3 separate regions of the Sus scrofa genome follow, and regions 1 and 2 are each linked to region 3. Evidence: chromatin contacts called from public HiChIP or PLAC-seq data. All regions are on one chromosome and are shown on one strand. Each heading gives the region's core, a stretch centred on a gene start, on an enhancer-like site or on the middle of the called end of the contact. The rest is flanking DNA. Distances are from core to core; before and after follow the strand shown.

Region 1 (3,638 bases), core at 22-2,521, 350 kb before region 3:
GGGCTGAAAGATGGGCTCCAAACACATGCAATTGCAGACTGAACTCTTCCACTTGGAAGTCCAGTAGACACCTTGAACCTCCCACGCCCATGCAAAGCATTATGGTATCTTCTGTTCCCAAACATCCTCCTGCAGCCTTTCACATCTCAGTAAGAAGCAGCTATTCTGGAAGTCCCCCTTAATCAACCTCACTTTCAGACATAGCCTGCATCCCACTGACCAGCAGGCCCTGTCACTACTCTACCATCAACATATACCCCAAAGCTCCCCCTCTACCTGCTGACACCTCAGTACTAGCCACCTTTCACCTAGATGGACCAACTACTCTCTCAGATGCCACTCTTGCCCTCTGGTCATCCAGTTTTCATACAACAGTTAGGGTGAGCTCTTCATCCTTTCCTCTGTTAAAAATCTTCCAGTGACTTCTTACCACATTTGTGATAAAGTCACACTCCTTGCCTTCCTCTGCAGAGATTTCTGACCTTGTTTCTAACCCTCTCCTGCTCTCTTGTCTACTTTCCAACTTGGCTTCAGGCGTTCTGGCTGTTCGTCAGCACACTGGGCTCGTTTCTGTCCCGGCGTCATGGTGCTCCCTCTGCCTTCTGCTTGGGGACCTTTCCTTCCACATTATCTCTGGCTCTTCCCCTTGCTCCACTGGGGTCTTGGCTCAAATGTCTCTTGTTTGAGGGGGCTGAGGGCCTACCACTATTCTTTTCCAGATCCTAGTTCATTCATCTCTCTTATAGTTTCTCCACAAAGCATGTAACACTCTGGAATTATTTTACTTGCTTACTTGTGTATTTTCTGCCTGTCTCCACTATAATGTTAACTCTATAAATGCAGGAACATTTTTTTGTCTTTTATACAACTGTGTTCCCAATGGCATGTATAGTAAGTATTCAGTAAACGCTCATTGAATTAATGGATGAGCCAATGAAGAGAAACTGACTATAGGACCCCTGCTGCCCACGGCCAATATTCTTCAACAAAGGGAGGGGAGCGAGGGACTTGGATTTCATGGCCAGGGGTGAACTCAAGCCAGCCTCTGTCAGCTCATGGTGGTGGCACTTGAACGGGGCGTGGGTCTCTGACCCTGGAAACCAGCTGTCTCTGCCCCATGGCTCTGATCAGATCCTGGTGCTCAGAGTTCTGTGCCGCCTCTTGTTTCCTCTTTTTAGGAGGCACTTGGCAGGCCTCTCAGGGGTATATTTGGCTTCTTTTCCAAGCTGATTTCTCTCGCTGCTGAGAAATGACTAAGCAGATTCTCCATCTCCTGGAGGCCAGCTGCCAGCCTGTGAGGGTTGATACTGTCAGCCCAGATCGGTTGGGGAGCACAAGCCCTACTTCTGAAAAAACCTCCTTCCTTTGCTCTGTATTCAGAAAAAGAACAGAACAGACCCCCCCGCCCCCGCCACTTTGAAATGGCCTCCCTCACTTCTTGCGACGGGGTTCTAGGCTGATCCCTCCACCCCCACAGAAGAGGAAAAGCAATTAGATCCCTACTCACAGGGCTCAATGTCTGAGTAATGTTGGATGTTGCAAAGTAATTGATAGAGGATATTTGGATGGTAGCATAATCATAACAAAAGCATCTTCTGTTTACTGAGTGCTTACTCTGTGTCAGGCACAACACTAACCTCTACAGGTATGTTAGCTTGTTTGATTCTCACAGTGATCTTAGGAGGTGAGTGCTGTGAATTTATAGATCAGGAACTGGAGGTAAAGGAAGATTAAGGAACTGGCCCATGGCACCATGACTCAGTAGTGGAGGGACTGCATTCAAGCACAGGTCTCTCTGCTTCCAAGAACATGTGCTTGCTCCTTGGGCTGCACTCCTTATACCCCTGCACAGATTGTTCCTAAAGTTGGCTACAGTGGAAACACAAAGCACAGCCCAAGTAATTTTTTCCAAATTTCTCACCACCATCCCCTTACTTCACACCAGAGAAACCCCTGCAAATTCAGTGGGAGGTTAATAGGCTTAATGTGGAAAATTGATTTAGAAGTCAACCAAGTCTGGGAACTACTGGGTGTAAATAAAGTTAGAAAAGACTTTGCAGAATTATTGTGTTGAAACTGATAGAAAATCCTCAAGAGAGGAATGTCTCACACTGCCATTCCAAAATTTAAATGGCCAGGGAACACCTTTTCTCCCAGAAGCAGCTTGGGGTTCCATGAATCCTCAGGAAATCGCTGAGTGCTATGAATACACTCACTTACCTATAAAAGTGCTTGGAGGTTCTCTCTCTACTTCATTTGAAATCTGTCCATCCACCCATCCACCCATCCACGCATTCATCCATCCATCCATCTCTTGAGCACCTACCATGTTCCAGGCACCACAAAGGTGTTTTCTCCCATGTCATCATACGCATTCTCACCACAACCCCATGTTATAGACAAAGAAGCAGAGAATCAGCAAGGCCACTAAGCTAGGCAGTAAGAGGATAGACATTAAAACATAAATTTCCCAATCCAGACTTACTGAATTTTCTTCTTTATTCCAGAATTTCTTCCTTCAGTTGCTTATCCAATTTCTGGGTGTTTGTCAAAATCCCAACTCAAACTGCTTCCTCCAGAAGTCATTCCCTTCCTCCCCATCTGCCCTTCATGAGTGAGGTCTCCCTCTCCTTAACTCCCTTCAAACACACCCTCTCTAGTGAATATGCCACGCACTTCCTCAGACTGCTGGTTCAGTGTGAGTGTATATGTCTGTGTCTTGGACCTCAAATGGAGTTCAAGTCAGGCACTTGGCATGTATCATTTCCTTAAACTGGCACATCAACCTGTGATAGAAGTCCTGATAGACTCATTTTATAGATGAGAAAATTGACCTGCAGTGAGGTTCATTTACTTGCCCAAGGTCACGAAGCAAGTTAGCAATGAAGCCTGGCCACAGGATTCATTCCTTCCACTGCTCCAAGCTGCCTCTACCTAGTTCAACCCCTGATCCATATTTGGGGAAACTGAGGCTGAGAGACAGGAAATAACTAGCCCCAAGTCACACAGCTTGTGTGTAGCAGTGCTAGGATTGCCTGTAAATCTTCAATGCCAGGAATATTTTCTCCCCAGAAGGCTGTCTCCCCAGGTTTAATTCTGATCCCAGCCGTTGCTGACAGTCAGCTCCTATTACCTGAATGCCGTGGAAATTGTACCTTGTAGCTGCAGAGACAGCAGGAGACTGTTAGTCTGTTCCCTGGGGAATAGCCAAGGAAGGTCAGCCTACTAGCCTGCAGACCCAGCACCTAAAATAAACCAGGCAGCAAGCTCAAAAGAAACCACAAAGCTTTCCAACAGCCCAGGGCCAGATGCTGCGTCAAATTCCCAGGTTTCTTTGGCAGAGTGCCGAACATAGCACTTAGTGGCTGCTGCTTCCTCCTTTTATTATAAAGAAAATGAATTCCCTTTGTTCTGGATTTAGAATTTAGGGCTAGTGGGATTTGAGGGAACTAGGAAGACTAGCTCCCTCATACAGGAGATTCATGGAACATGATGGGGAAGGGGAAAGGAATACTTTTGACATTGCTGGTTTCCAAATTTGAATGCTCATCAGAATCACCAGGAGAGTTTCCAAAAATGACCTAGGTTTCATCCCAGACCTACAAAATCAGAATCTCTGGGAAGAAGACCTGGGATTC
Region 2 (4,218 bases), core at 791-3,290, 280 kb before region 3:
CCAATAACGAGGGCTTGAGGGGCCCATTTGTTTGCCCACCCAGGCCTGCTTCTCCATGGTCCAGGGGTCTGCTGGCCCTGCTATGACAAAGACAGAGGTGGGAGTGTCTTCCCAGAGCAGGGGAGCCGGGGTGGGGGGGGGGGAGTAAGTTTGGACAGTGTAGAGAAGCAGGTGCCTGGCCAGGCTCCTCTGACTTTGCCTGCTTGGATCTCCACAACCCAGGCTTTGAAGGGTAGTGTTCCACAGCTGCTTCCCAGAGCATCAGACCCATGGCTCTTCATCCGAGGACGTACCTTTTTGTTCCCCTTCCATCCATAATGCCAGTTTGGCAAAGACTGAAGTCTGTGATGTCCTCCTGGTAGGCTCAGTGCCCAAGAGCACAGCCAGGGTCCTGAGAATTCCTGCAGAAAGGAATCCCGTTCTTCCCTGCATTAACCATGTCTAAGATTTCTTGCAGCAGCACCTGATCAATAGTCCTAGGGGTTAGGTTCTGTGTCACGTTTGTCCCTATACTGAAATCAAGTGTGTTTACTCAAAGCATCTTCCAGCACTGGGGCTCTTTGCTGTGTATTGGGTCTCTCCCTTAATGGAATTCAATCTCCCAAGAGCAGGATATTTGTTCAGCTGAGGACAGTGCTTAGAGCCTAGCAGACGATATTTGTTGAGTGGGAGCATCCTAAGTGGTCTGGGTGCTAGGGAAGGCAGATATGTGTACCATGCCTTTAGCTGTGCTGTGCCTCCCGCCAGCAACACCCTCCCTGTCCTCTGCCCTCCTCATTCCATGCTGATCACTTCTCTCTGGTCTCTGGCTTACCCCGACTAGAGTCCTTCTGGCTACTCACCACCTGCTACCACTCATCCTTGGCCACACTCCCTTAGGACACCTGTTCTACTTTATCAGACCCCACTTACTTGGCTTTCTTCTCTGGGTAAATTAAGGAGAGCAGGTTCAATTCAGGGAGCAGCCTGCAGGCTGAACTGTGATGACTGTGGGCTAGGCTGGGGTGGGTACTTGAGATACAGCCGACCACAGGCCCTGGGCTCAGAGGCCTGATGTGCAGAGTGGGGTCAGCTCCTACTAGGTTCCAACAGCCACTCATTAAATTTTCAGGGGTTTTCCAAGCTGATTGTTAAACAGAACCTTCTGATAATTCATGCTTGTGTGTAGCCATAGGCTCGCCACAGATACAAGGGTTAGGTAGCTGAACTCTGAACACTTTCTTGTAGAATCAATTGGCTAGATGGATTTACAAAAAAGAATATTGTGGGGAGTTCTCAGTTGCTGCTTAGCAATAACAAACCAGACTAGTATCCATGAGGATGCAGGTTCCATCCCTGGCCTCTCCCAGTGGGTTAAGGATCCGGAGTTGCTGTGAGCTGTTGTGTAGTCTGGCAGCTGTAGCTCCAATTAGACCCCTAGCCTGGGGGTGTGGCCCTAAAAAGACAAAAAAATAATATTTTGCGTTTTATTAGTATTTGTAAATTTTGTGCTTTGTATTGGCAAAATTTATTTTATGCTTTTTTTTTTTTTTCTAGAGAGCATTGATTGGGGCTTTATTAGAGGAGGGCCAGATGTGGTGTAAACAAGGAAAAGAGCTGCTTGCTTGGTCCTGTGGGGCTGAAAAACTCTAAAGGAACTTAGGGAATGGACACTGAAAGGCCCATGGACCCACTCACAACCACAGACCTCACTGATGGCAAAATAAGTTAGAACCCCATGTCCTGGCACTTGCCACCCTGGAATACTAGCCTCTTCCATCCTGTCCTAGACCCCAGGATACCCTGCTGCCTTTCCTGGTTCTCATGGGCTGTACAGATGTCCTCAACCTCCCCCAGCCTTTCCCAGGCTAGGGGAGCAGGGGACGGAGGGGAAGGGGCCCTGCTTGGAGGCACATCTGCCACAGCTGTGCTCCTGGCCGTCCAGACACCCTTCCGTCACGCTCTGACAGATGCATCCAAATAAATCAGTTCACAGCAGGAAAGGGCTTGGGGAGTTCCAAGTCTAGTGAAACAAGATCTGGTCTGGAGGGACGGAGAGCAGCCATGTCTGAGGGAGCCAGGATGGTGGGCCCCAGGCCAGACCTTGGTGCTGGAGCTCTGAGGGAAGCCAGGGAGGCCGCTCCCCAGTGTGGGGTCTTTCTGTCCACCCCTTCCCTCGGGGGCCCCTCTCCTTCTCTCCTCCCTCGACTGGTCTTTCAAGATGGAATTCAGATGGGCCCTGCGTGTGAGAGTGTGCTGCTGGCTAGTGACTGCCTGGGTTCTCAAGCCTGCAGAGCTCCGAGTCAGCATGGGAGCCACAGAAGGGCAGCAGTGCAGCATGAGTCACTGGGTCATGGGGGATGGGCACCAGGCCTGGGCCTGGCTTGCCTGTTGAGTGGTCGGAGGAGTTTGAAGCCCGCTGTTTTTCCAGTCACCAGAGTTGGGTGAGAACACCTGCTGTGTTTAGCAATGTGGATGCCGTGTGTTCCTAGCAGACACTCAGACAAGCACTGGCTTATTTTCATGGTGATTCAAAGAATCACAAACGTCCTCTCCTCAGGAGCTTCCTACTGGGCAGTCGCATTTCCTTTTCTTCTGGGTCATGAGGACACAGGCTTCCACAACCTCCCTCAGAGGCATGTGGCCACAGCCAGAGGGCTATAAGATTTTTCTGTGGTCTATCTTTCAAATCTCTTTAACTATCACTGCAGCACATTCCTTCCTATGGACTACAGAGAGCTTGCACCTAGGGTGGCTTGCCTCTGCTCATGCAAGTTTTATTTCTTAGATTCAGAGGAAAATGAAGCCTATTTCTCCTCAATCTGGAAACTGCCACTTGTGTTGGTGGGGGAGTGATAGCAGGGGAGAAGTGGGTCATTTAGGTTCATGGGCATCTAAGAAGGGGCAACTGAATGTTGGATCCAGAAGGCAGGGCCCAGGGTCGAGGGTCACAGAGTCCAAAGAGATGGCTAGAGCAGCACTGGACGACCGACTTGGGAATACACGTTCCAGACTGGAGCCAGCTCACTGCCTGTCCTCATGTTGATGTATGGAATACAGGCCACTACTTACTAGCCAGGAGCCACATAAAACACAACTGTTTTGTTTCTCACACCCTAGCCAGCCTGCTGGGAGCTGATGGTCGCCAGGGAGAGGCCAGAAGCCAGCAGGTGAAGTGTGCCCCCAACAGGAGCTTACCTCACCCGGCTGGCATCAGGGCAGACTCAGAGGACAGGGTCTCGTATCACTGTCAGCTCCCCTTGGCAGTTACCTCTCTGAAGACTGACTGGGCCAGCTCTGCCACACTTATGTAAGGGGACCTGACTGCGCCTGGCGTGCCTGCGCTGGCAAAGTCCAAAAATAAATGCTATTGACCGATAAAGATTTGAAGTGCTGGCTTGTGAGGAGGGAAAGTGGGCAAGACTAATGGCAGCAGGTACTGCTAAGGCCGCTGAGGGGCAAGAACTCTGCAAAGGCCACTGGAGGCCCTTTCTTCCGTCATCCTATATAGTTTTCAAATAAGGGCCCACAGAAAGCTGTGCTGAGGTTCATCTGAGAACACAGGAAGGACCTGGGTCGGGAATGGCATCTCCATTTTATACACTAAGAAGCTAAGCACAGGGGTTCAGTGACAAGGCCAGCTAGTAAGAGGCAGAGCTGGTTCCAGAAGAGGGTATTCTGATTCTTAATCTGGTCTCCTTCCTCTGTAGCAGGTTTTCTCCTCACAGCTCCTCTGTCGTGTGTCCCATGCTTCGTCAAGTACTCATTACTTTAGGCTAATACCTGCTAGACCTGATAAACCAATCTACGACAAGGCTTTATTAGATACGGGCAATGTGGATGGTCAGAAAGGAGACACTGTTGAGGAGTGGGTTACAGGGTGGCTTTTAATATAGAGGTGCCAGATTTAGCAAATGAAAATATGATGCCCAGTTCAATTTGGATTTTAGATAAACAGTGAATTAGTTTTCAGTCTAAGTATGTCCTAAATATTGCACAAGACTCTCCTTATACTAAACATCTAATAGATGCAAACTATTGCCTCTGGAACGGATTAGCAATGAGATCCTGCTGTGTAGCACTGGGAACTATGTCTAGTCACTTATGTTGGAGCATGGTAATGTGAGAAAACAGAATGTGTACATGTATGTGTAACTGGGTCACCATGCTGTACAGTAGAAAAAAAATTGTATTGGGGAAATAGAATGAAAAAAAAAAAAACCGCATTGAATGAGGAGT
Region 3 (3,927 bases), core at 1,034-3,533:
TGGGACACTCAACTACAAAGCGAAAACGCAGTATATCATCCAGATGTTTTGTCTACAGCAGACCAAACATCAGGCTTTTGGGAAACATTTGGAAGATACAATGCTCCTTTCACTGCACAGACAACTGTTGACAGTCCTATCGCCTCTTTTTTTGTGTGTATGTGTCTATCCCTTTCAAGCCTTTTTGCGGTTAAATTATAAAGGCCTGTTCAGTGGGTGGGGTGACGTCACACTGACCACAAAAGCTTATATTTCCTGCTACTAAATACACAGCTCCTGCTGACGAAGTGGTCATTACAGAGCAAGCTTGTTCTGCCGAGGTCACATTGAGTGGGGATAAAGGTAGGGGGAGGGGGCCCAATTGAGAGTGCAGGGCCATTATTCCCAAGGGTGTCTGTCTGCCTGCTGATCCTCATCTTGCTAGAACTGAAAGATGAAAATAGAAGTCCCTTTGTGCTTCCTCCAGACCTTTGTCTCTAAGGATGCTGGGGTAACTAGGACGCAACATGGTGGAGAGAAAGGAACAGATGAAATCCAGGTCTGATTCCAATCTCTCCATTTATATGCTGAGTGATTTTACGTTTCCAGGGCTAATCATTACAATCTCCATTTTACCAAAGAGGGAAGAGCCTCATGTAGGAATCAAATGAGATCATGCCTTGTAAAACAATCACAGTTGGTTTTATTTTTAGGGTGTCATTGTAATCTTTTTTTTTAAATTGTTATCTCCCCAATATATTTTTTTTCTACTACACATAATGGTGACACAGTTACACATACATGTATATATTCTTTTTCTCACATTATCATGCTCTGTCATATGTGACTAGACGTTGTTCCCAGTGCTACACCTTCAATCTGTCTACAAGAAAATCACCTTAGGGCAAAGGACACATATAGATTGAAAGTGAGAGGATGGGAAAAGATATTTCATGCCAATGGACAAGATGGAAAAGCAGGAGTTGCAATACTCATATCATTCAAATCTTAATATCATTGCTTGGATGCCCTCACTCAATTTCTTTGTGATAAATTAGAACTAATGTTATCTCTTCTGAAGGGAGAGAGTAAAGGGCCAGTTTTATTTTTGCCACTTTCTTTTTATTTTATTTATTTTTGCAGAGGTCACAGTGAAGACAATTTTTTTAGCAAAGGAAAATAAGTAAACTTAAATGGTGAAAAAAAAAAAAAGACTTAATGGTTTAAGCAAAGAAAGCCACACCAAATTCTAGGGGGGAAAGAGGTAAAAGAGGATCCAGGTGAGGTCTCATAGATGAAATAGCATTTGGGTTGGAAAGAGCGTGTAAGAGTTTGGCAAGCAGAGGTGGAGAAAGGGTGATTATCATCACCGACGGAGCCCATAAATTCTTAGGTACCACCTGCCATTAACCAGAGTGAACTGAGGGCTAATGCTATAGTCTTTGGCAAACCAAACCTCAGGTGTATGAATGTCCCCTTTAAAAAGTATTTCATACAATTGGGTTAATTGCAACATTGAGGGAAGTGGAAAACCACTGCTTAGCCAAGATCATACAGAATTTTCCCTCTCTCAGTTCTGAGCTTTTGACAAAGCGGGACTCAAATTCCCAACATTTTTCTTTCTTTTATTTTTTCCCCCTTCTAGTGAAGGACTATTACACATAGGAGCACAAACCCAAAGAAGACTTTGGAATGAGTCCACATTCAAACACACAATTTTTAAAATTAGGAAATGAAATGAGTGACATTCAGCAAAAGGAAACTTTTGCCATTATCCATATAATTTAGGTGGTCTGGATGACCAGTCTGGATATTCCAGCTGCTGTAAGCCAGGGTTGACCAGGTTGGTTCTCATATAAACCACAAAAATCGGAAAATTGCCATGTTCCTTTGGGCCATGTGTGCCACCCAGCCCTTATTGGGGCACACTTCTGCCAGGGCCACCAGCTAACTTTAAGGGCCTCCAGTAGGCCGAAGGCCAGGCAGTTCACCTGATCTGAGGCTATGGCTTGGTTGGCACATCTTAGTTATTCCCTATGAGCTGCCACCCCCTGGCTCAGGCATAAAGAATTAGCTCCATTAATCATCCTTTTCCTGGAGCACACTAGACGAACTCCTGGCTTGGATTAGAACTATCATTTTCATTTCCTAATTTTAAAAAATGTGTGTTTGGTGACAAGGAAGACAGGCCAGAAAGGCAGCTTCAAAGTCCCACCATAAGGAAAAAATGCAGAGAGAAGGTCCTGCGGCAATTCATTCTGAACTCACCTCCCCTGTAGTGCTGGGGAGTATGCCAGAATATGAGGTCTGCATTGGGAGCAGAGCCTTGCAAGAGTACGGCCACCATCAGTTCGTGGTGAGTTTACCTGTTAAAGGTAGGGCTCTGAAAATACAACTGAAAGATCCAAGATAGAAGTCCAATTGCCATGTTAATCTAACAAAAGAATCAAGGAACAGGGAATGTATAGAAATTGATGTCCAGAGCTTAGTAAAATATAAAAATCACAAGAAGAAATATGACTTAAAAGATAGAAGCCAAGCAAGAAAGTTGATCAAAGCCAAGTCAAATAGCCAAGGTAACTTCAACAGACTCAATATACCTGACATTAAAAAGGACCTAAAAATGGAGCAATGATTTAGATGGATCAATTCCAGGAAAAGCAAGATTCCTGGGAGGAAAGATGAGATGAAACTAGGAAGCAAAAAGTGAGAGTTTCCATTGGCCCACGATGGAGTAAAGAGCCACGGAGCCTGAGCCAAATGTTAGAAGGACAATGGAAGGAAGAGGATCAAAATCACAAAAGTTCTGATGTGGTAAAAAGTGGAAGTTATGCATCCAGAACTCTGAATGTAGGTAAATTAACAAGAGATGAGCAGAAGGGGAGAATCCTTCTTAATTATTTCAACTGGCTCTGTCAAAATCAGTTCTACAGCTAGAGACTTCTTTCATAGGGATTAATTGCTCTTGCAGGTGTTTGCTGCTTCCAAAGAGCTAAACCCTGTCTCAGAAATATGACCCTCTCCTTCTTTCCTCCTGTAGCAAGAAGTTCAGCTTTACCCAATCAAGTAATTCATTTCTGTGAAATAATCTGAGCTATTTTCTCCCTGTTTGTCTGTCTGTCTGTCTATCTATCTACCATCTACCTATCATATATCTATATCTACCTATTTTAGTTATTTTTTATGGATAAGTACATCTCATACATAATTATGATACAAAAGGAATCATTTTCCACACAATATTCAACGTAATTGTTGAAAAGTCAGAAACTCAGGCCTCTAAGTCTAGGGTTTGATTTCCATGATTCTGAGCAACCTCCTTGATTGGTTATTTTCCCTGTGTTGATCCACATTTGGCTGAGTTAACTTGGTTGACTACTTTGGCATTTGTAGACACTTCTCCACAGACACAATCTGTTGGTTGATGTTACTCAGACAAACTTACAACTTAATTGACTGTATTTTTGTCTTTTGCAAATGATGTGATGGTATTATGTAGACCCATTCTGAATTGGTGAGAGGTTTTTCAGTGTACCTTTAGCCTACGATGAATTTTCCTGAAAACTTGTGAAGTTCAGAGCCCTTCAGGAGCAGAGACAATACCCTGGGTGCTGCCCAGTAAATCTCAGTCTGGAGAAATCTCAGGTCTAAACATGAACCTTGTCAGATGTCAGGCTTTTCAAAAGTACACACAGAAGTCTCCTATTTGTCTAACTCCTGCTGTTTGCTCCTGACATTCACATTACCCATGTTGTTTTCAGAACTCACAGCCTAAATAATCTCCTTATTTATTCTCAGAACTTTGGGGGTAAACCTCACTTACTTTTAAACATTTTTATCAAATTGCGCACATATTCCACCACATTTAGCATAACCCAAGCCTAGCATTGGAATACTTGTTTCATAACCAATTTCTCTGTACATCATCCATGATTGCATATTGTGTCT

Evidence for each region. HiChIP or PLAC-seq counts read pairs in DNA pulled down with a chosen protein or histone mark.
Region 1: an H3K27ac HiChIP or PLAC-seq map of skeletal muscle shows a contact between it and region 3, with 11 times the contacts expected there. The contact joins two enhancer-like sites. A contact is called at or near these places in 5 of 47 Hi-C or Micro-C datasets (embryonic fibroblasts, fibroblasts and skeletal muscle) and 1 of 2 datasets of contacts at active chromatin or transcription factors (skeletal muscle).
Region 2: an H3K27ac HiChIP or PLAC-seq map of skeletal muscle shows a contact between it and region 3, with 11 times the contacts expected there. The contact joins two enhancer-like sites. A contact is called at or near these places in 3 of 47 Hi-C or Micro-C datasets (embryonic fibroblasts and skeletal muscle) and 1 of 2 datasets of contacts at active chromatin or transcription factors (skeletal muscle).

The regions. Positions count from the first base shown.
Region 1 is chr15:119,004,595-119,008,232 of Sscrofa11.1, forward strand. No RefSeq gene overlaps it. Among named protein-coding and RNA genes, the nearest start is that of TNP1, 32 kb to the right of the region's middle. Within about 2 kb of position 1,272, at least 16 of the 83 cell types and tissues checked have an H3K27ac peak or open chromatin away from gene starts, as enhancers often do. A contact at or near this core is called in skeletal muscle, where this site is marked.
Region 2 is chr15:119,067,506-119,071,723 of Sscrofa11.1, forward strand. No RefSeq gene overlaps it. Among named protein-coding and RNA genes, the nearest start is that of TNP1, 32 kb to the left of the region's middle. Within about 2 kb of position 2,041, at least 9 of the 83 cell types and tissues checked have an H3K27ac peak or open chromatin away from gene starts, as enhancers often do. A contact at or near this core is called in skeletal muscle, where this site is marked.
Region 3 is chr15:119,350,253-119,354,179 of Sscrofa11.1, forward strand. No RefSeq gene overlaps it. Among named protein-coding and RNA genes, the nearest start is that of TNP1, 310 kb to the left of the region's middle. Within about 2 kb of position 2,284, at least 3 of the 83 cell types and tissues checked have an H3K27ac peak or open chromatin away from gene starts, as enhancers often do. A contact at or near this core is called in skeletal muscle, where this site is marked.